Linked DNA regions of Zea mays: region 2 is linked to region 1. The links are chromatin contacts, called in public Hi-C maps. All regions are on one chromosome and are shown on one strand. Each heading gives the region's core, a stretch centred on a gene start, on an enhancer-like site or on the middle of the called end of the contact. The rest is flanking DNA. Distances are from core to core; before and after follow the strand shown. Region 1 holds the start of LOC100274005. Region 2 holds the start of LOC103639781 (probable WRKY transcription factor 53).

Region 1 (2,985 bases), core at 337-2,836:
GGCAGTTGCAGCCCAGCTAACTTAAACCTCAGGCCGGGCCCCCGGCCGCACGCGTTGCCGACTGCGTACTGTAGGGCTTTGACCGTCCGGTAGCCCCGCGGCGAGCACGTGAGGGCCGCTCGAGACGGCCAGTGGCGGCGCGTTCCGTGGTCCGTCGGCCACGCCACAGCCACCTGCGCCCGCCGGCCGGTTCTTCATGTGCATCTCCGGCTAAACTAGAGCAAGCATTTCTTTGACGATTGGTTAGAGGTACAACGTGGACAAGTTCGACAGCGACGCCGGCCCCTCCCCCCCTGGGGCTGGAACGGCCGAACAGCGGGACCAGGGACGCACCAGCTCCTGTCCTGCTGCTTCAGAGAATCAGAGAGTAGGGCCTATCTAAATGCAAGAGAAATTCGTTAATTTTCATTAGTAAAATAGAAATTCCTCGTAAAATTTAAGTTTGTAAAATAACCCTTATATAAATATAGTTGTGAATGCAGTTACATGCGGGTCTCTCTCGTTACGGCTGAACGAATTACATTTTATATGGATGGTGGGGTATACGAGGAGTATCGTTACGGCTGGACGAATTATAGAGGATGAATTCTTGTTGACATGGATGCACGTGCCATATAGAGGGAGAAACTTAGTTAATATATATATATATATATATATATATATATTTTGTAATGCGTTAATTTGAAGCTTTAAGTATAAATAAATATTATATATATTGGATAGAAGGACATTTGCGAGTGGTTCATTTCATGGCACCTACAGGCTACAGGACAGATGGTGCTCCAAAAACTGACGGCCGCTCCGGCGGTACTCTGTGTCGGTTGCAGCGGCGGCGCACGCGTTGCAGTTGCAGCAGCCAGCTAACCCCATGCGCCCATGGTCGGTCGACCTGCGTACTGTAGGGCTTTGACCGTCCGGTTAGCCCGCCCCGCCCCCGCGGCGAGCACGTGACGACGACGGTGCGTTCGTGGGCGCCGATCGCCGAGGGGAGGCGCTAATCTGCCGTCGTTCGTTCATCATCGGGCTATATATATAGATATCGGAGGACGGAGGCCTCTCAATTAAGCATTCTCCGCGCGCGCGCGCGCCCAGCAGCAGCCCGCGCTTGGCCTTCCTTCTCCTCCCGACCCGACGTCGTCGGTCGCGCCGCTGCCTGCCCCGTCCCGTTTCGGTGTCGTCTCTCGCCGGCCACGCCACCGCCCGCCAAGCCAATCGTACACCCCATCAACAAACTCTCTCTCTCTCTCTCTCTCTCTCTCTCTCGCTCGCTCTCCCTCTGTTTTTTTTACACGTGGGACGGTTGTGCACAAGTCTAGATGCAGGCGTGAGAGAACGAGACTTCTGATGAATCCATCCGATCCGAATCCATACTATTTATTAAACACTGGTAAATTAGGGTTGTTGCATCTACTGCTGCTGTGGAGTATCTTTTATCTAAAGGTCCAAAAAGATTGGCTTGTGCATTATTCGCACCTAAGCTAGCATGCAGTCGTTCTCTAGCTATACGGTACAAAAAGATTCGGGTGTAGTTTTTGTACCATTTAGATATAGATGCGTCCCCTCCCTAGCTAGCGTAGCGCGCGCGGCGACGTGAGCAATGACGGATGCGGCGTCCGCATCCGCACGCGCCTTTAGCTACTAGCTCTAGCTCTAGCTCTCCGGAGAGGCGTCTGCAGACCAACCGCAGCCAGCCAGCAGACTGTTAGACGACGGCCACGCGGAGCCGAGCGTTGCCGCGCTTTGCTTGATGGGATAAACGCCGCGCGCTGGGAAGGTTCAGTGACCACTCCCTGCCGCCGCCGCCGCCGCCGCCGCGCTGGTTTTTATTCGCTTCTTTCTGCCTTCTTCCTCCTCGCGGCCGGGGCGGGGGCGTGCTGCTCTCTCCTCTCCAGGGAGTTTTCTGCGGGGGTTTTGGTTGGGTTTTCTTCAGCGCCAGCCGTGGATGTGTTTAACGCAACAGTATTAGTTTCTTCATGATCAGCTGTGTGTCCTCAAATTGAGTTTCGTGCCGTGTACCAGTCGCGCATGTTCCCCAGATCGATTAAAGTTTCTTCGCGCGTATGTATGAGCTCTATTCGAATGTTCTTTGCTCTGAAAAGATTCCCCCTGTTCATGGTTACAGAAGGGCCTGGAGTTGAAGCACGAATCATCGAAGCGCAGCAAAACTGAGACACACGTCTTACTTCTTCACAAGTACTGTCCTCTCTATTCATCATTTAGATGTATCATCAAATTGACATAGTAACCTATGATTCGTGCAGTGAAACTTTGTATCGAGAGTGCATGTCTTGATCTTTATTTTATCTCACTCTTAATGACGTGGTAGCATTGAAAACGACGCGATAAAACTAACTCTTATGTTGGCCAGGTTCTTGGACGATGGACATCTTCGGGAGCCCATTCTGCTCCAAGCAAGCCGTCGCCTCATGCGGCGGATGGACGGACATACTCGACTCCTCCAGCTGCACGAACCATATCCTGGAAACCGGCACCGCCGCTCTGATCACCGTCGCTCTCGCGCTGCACCTCCTCGTCGTCAGGATTACTACGAAGACCAGAGCGTCCGCACGCCGCCCCCCTGTCGCGCCCGGCCTGCCGCTGCAGCTGGCCGGCGCGGCGTTCACCGCCTGCTTGGGCCTCGTCTACCTCGGCCTCGCGTCGTGGATGCTGGGGAGCAACTTCACTCAGCACGCTTCCGCTTACCTCCCACACTGGTGGGTGACGGCACTGTCCCAGGGACTCTGCTTGGTCCTCGCCGGCTTCGCTCTCAGCGGCGTCGGAGGAGCACGTCTCCTCGGGCCAATGTCTGCGCGCGCGTGGTCGGCTCTGCTGGCCGCGTACGCCGCGTTCGTCGCTTGTTCCTCGGTCGTTCACATGGTTGCGGATAGGGCACTGACCATGAAGGGTTTTCTGGACGCTCTGTTCCTGCCAGGTGCACTGCTGCTTGTCTGTGGCGCTTGGTGCGTCAAGGAAGAGGACGGTGAT
Region 2 (3,185 bases), core at 540-3,039, 420 kb after region 1:
AGAATCTAGAGCTCTATCAAACTCGACTCCAATTAAACCTAGAAATTACACTCTTTCCAAAAAAAAACGAGAGTAGTATCATCAAACTGTACTCCAACCAAACTTAGAACTACATCCTTTTCTAGGGTTGCGTTTGGTTGGAGAGTTAACCGGAATGGAGCGACTTTATTCCAGTTTCTAATAGTAGAGCCATTTCATTCTATGTTTGGTAATTTGAACTAAGTCGCTCCATTTTTTGTTTGGTTAAATATTGGAATAGAGTGGAGCCGCTACGGTTGGAGAGTCATCTAAGTGTGGAGGGAAGAAGAGGGAGAAGAGTGCTCGCGTCCTAAAGAGCACTCTGTGTTCGGTCGTTTTGGTGGAGTAGGGTCATTCTAACTATTTATGGTATATTTTTCATATGAAAACTCCGACTGTTTCACTCCTCTTTCGTTGTTGGAAACCAAACCCCTAGAAAATAAAATAAAGTCGCTTCATTGTTCTTCACTTCTCAATCAAACACGCTTGTTTAAAAGATGTATTGGGAGCCATGCAAATGGAGAGAATTGAAGAGACTAAAATGGAAAGATTTTAGCTCCTCGAGTCCTTTCCATTCTACATGCCCTGAAGTAGTTTGGCTGGCCTTGGTGCCGTACCTACCAGCCATGTCGGCAGCGAGAACAGAAAAAAGTCGATTGTTTTTGTTTGTATATATGTAAAAAAAAAAAATCCTTACGCTTATATCCGTACGAGAACTGTTCCGCCGTTGTTTGTATGGAATCCACAACAAGGCGACGCCGTCCGGTATGTACGCGGCGCTTATACGAGCTACGGCGAGCGAGTCGTACGAACAAGTCGACTAGCGAGCGACGTCATTCATTCGTTTGTTCGTTCACTTTCACTCACTCGCTGTTGGACGCGTCAGCGGCCACCGCTGGGCTCCACGAGTGCCGCAGAATCCTATTCGTTCGGGAATCGTTACGCGCGCAGAACACTAGAACAGAGAGCAGAAAAGGGAACTGTTCCCTGTGCGGCTGGCTTGCCTCCTTTCCCCCGGCCGGCGTCAGCACAACGTCGTGGCACTTGCGTCACTGTCACTTGCAGACTCCCAGTCCAAATACGCGGAAACGGGTCTGAAGATTCGGTGCCGGTTCGTTGGACCTTCGCCTGTTGACCTCCTCCTAGCTTCTCCATTCCTCCTCCACTCAGCCTTGATGATGAGGCAACGCCGTCGTACGTGGCCTATCTCTCTCTCTCTCTCTCTCTCTCTCTCTCTCTCTCTCTCTCTCTCTCTCTCTCTCTCTCTCTCTCTCTCTCTCTCTCTCTCTCTCTTCTGCAAAACAAACACGACGACCTTTTCTGGACTAGACCAGTAGTAGCATCGACCGCACCGCAGGGTTGAAGGGTCAGCGCACGACGACCGGCACTGCACGTCGTTCGTCCCAGGGTTTGAATTTGAATATTCGTGTTCCTACCGAACTTTCCAAAAGGAGTCGCGCGCGAACGGGTCACTAGCTACTGCTTGCTCTTCGGTGAGAACAAGCCCCTAGCTAGCTATTCGGGTCTCTTCACAGCTCCTCCATCGAGCTAGTGGACGTCGCAGTTTCCCCTCCAGCTCCTCCGCCCGGTTCGATAATAAGTTGTCTGACCAAAGACCGCCGACTGGTCAATGGACGGACGAGCACCCAACCCAGGGAATCAGAGAAGAATACCACAGGTGTGCGGCACAGACGGGCCGGGACCTGCAGAGTACAGTACAGATTCATGGCCGTTGGATCTCAGACAACCGTTCTACTTATAACTGCTGCTACTGCTAGCATCCTTCTCCGGGAACAAGCATTGCATGCCACCACATTCCTCTCGTCTTCTCCGCCGTTGCTCTCTCTCTCTCTCTCTCCTACTCGCTCGTCCTGCATATATACCTGCCCCACTGCAAGCTTTCGTGATCATCGGCTCATTGCATCGTTCGTTGCCGCCATTCTCTTGGCCGAGAAGCCACCTGTTCGTGTATATATCCTTCTGCTGTGTTCATGTCATGGACACTCGAGGTCACCTCGTGTTTTCTCATGCGTTCGTCCTCTGAACTTCACGGTCCTCCCTCCCGTTGCTCCTCCCTGCTATAGCGGTACCGTATATATAGCCTCGCCCTTTCAGATCGGCCACTGTCGTGCCGTCGCCGCCGTCGCATCCGTCCAGTTTTCCTCTGCATCCCCATCACCAACTCGTCCCAGCTTGCTGCTGAAATACCGCTCGTACAGACCGATCAACACCCAGGGTGTTAAATCCTCCAAGAATAATCAACCACAGTACGTGTCCACAGAGCACTCGTCGCTGAGTGGTCGGTCGGTCGATCGAACCAGTTAGTAGCTCTAGGCGGCAAGCAAGCAAGAGCTAGCCAGCCATGCAAGACGGCGCGGGAGCGGAAGAAGGGGGCATCCAGACGCTCCTGGCGCTGCTCGCCGACGGCGAGGAGCAGGCGCGCCAGCTCGGGGAGATGGTGGCCGCCGAAGACGACGGGCCGTGGTCGTCGTCCCGACGAGCGGCGGCGGAGCACTACAGGGGCGCGGCGCGGCGGCTGCAGCGCACGCTCGGGCGGGCGGCGGCCGTCGCTAGGGCCTTCGAGGCCGCCGCGCCGGGGTCGTCGCGGGGCACCGACCGCTCCGACGACTCGCCGCGGTCGGCGGACGAGAGCTCGGGCCGGACGGTCGCTGTCGACGCGCAGGCGCAGGAGCGCCAAAGCACCATGTGCAAGAGGAGGTGCGTTGACTGCGTTCGCTTTCCATTTTTTTCAAACTAAAAAAAGGGGGGGTTGGCGGGTGCATGCATGCATATAGGGTCAAACGGCATAAAAATCGAAAACTACGCGTATATATGCAAATTCATCGGAAACATGTACTTTATGACGACGCGGTTGACTTTTTTCAAAAATCTAATCACTTCTCTTATTCAAAATATGAATTAAAAATGTTAAGTTTTAAATCACGTTCAAACGATTTTGATAAAACAAATCACAACAAAATAAATAATAATTCGCAATTCTTTTTAAATGAGACAAATAATTAAAGTTCTAGAAAAAAAAATTCGATCGCGTCATATTTTGTGCGGAGTGAGTATTGGAGCTTTACACATATCTAGGTATGGCCATGTTTTAGGTTCGTGCAAATGTGCAAGTTTAGACTCGACCCCGTTTAAGCTGTACGTAAAAA

What was found. A called contact is a pair of places that touch in the nucleus more often than the background predicts.
Region 2: a Hi-C map of bundle sheath shows a contact between it and region 1, with 5 times the contacts expected there. The contact joins the promoter of LOC103639781 here to the promoter of LOC100274005 in region 1. A contact is called at or near these places in 6 of 25 Hi-C or Micro-C datasets (bundle sheath, ear, endosperm and 3 more).

What each region holds. Positions count from the first base shown.
Region 1 is chr9:19,417,924-19,420,908 of Zm-B73-REFERENCE-NAM-5.0, forward strand. LOC100274005 reads left to right here and starts at 1,587. Exons shown (of 13, transcript NM_001148390.1): 1 at 1,587-1,774; 2 at 2,123-2,193; 3 at 2,369-2,985. The coding sequence starts at 2,380.
Region 2 is chr9:19,836,666-19,839,850 of Zm-B73-REFERENCE-NAM-5.0, forward strand. It overlaps LOC103639781 (probable WRKY transcription factor 53), which reads left to right and starts at 1,790. Exons shown (of 3, transcript XM_008662493.3): 1 at 1,790-2,736. The coding sequence starts at 2,381.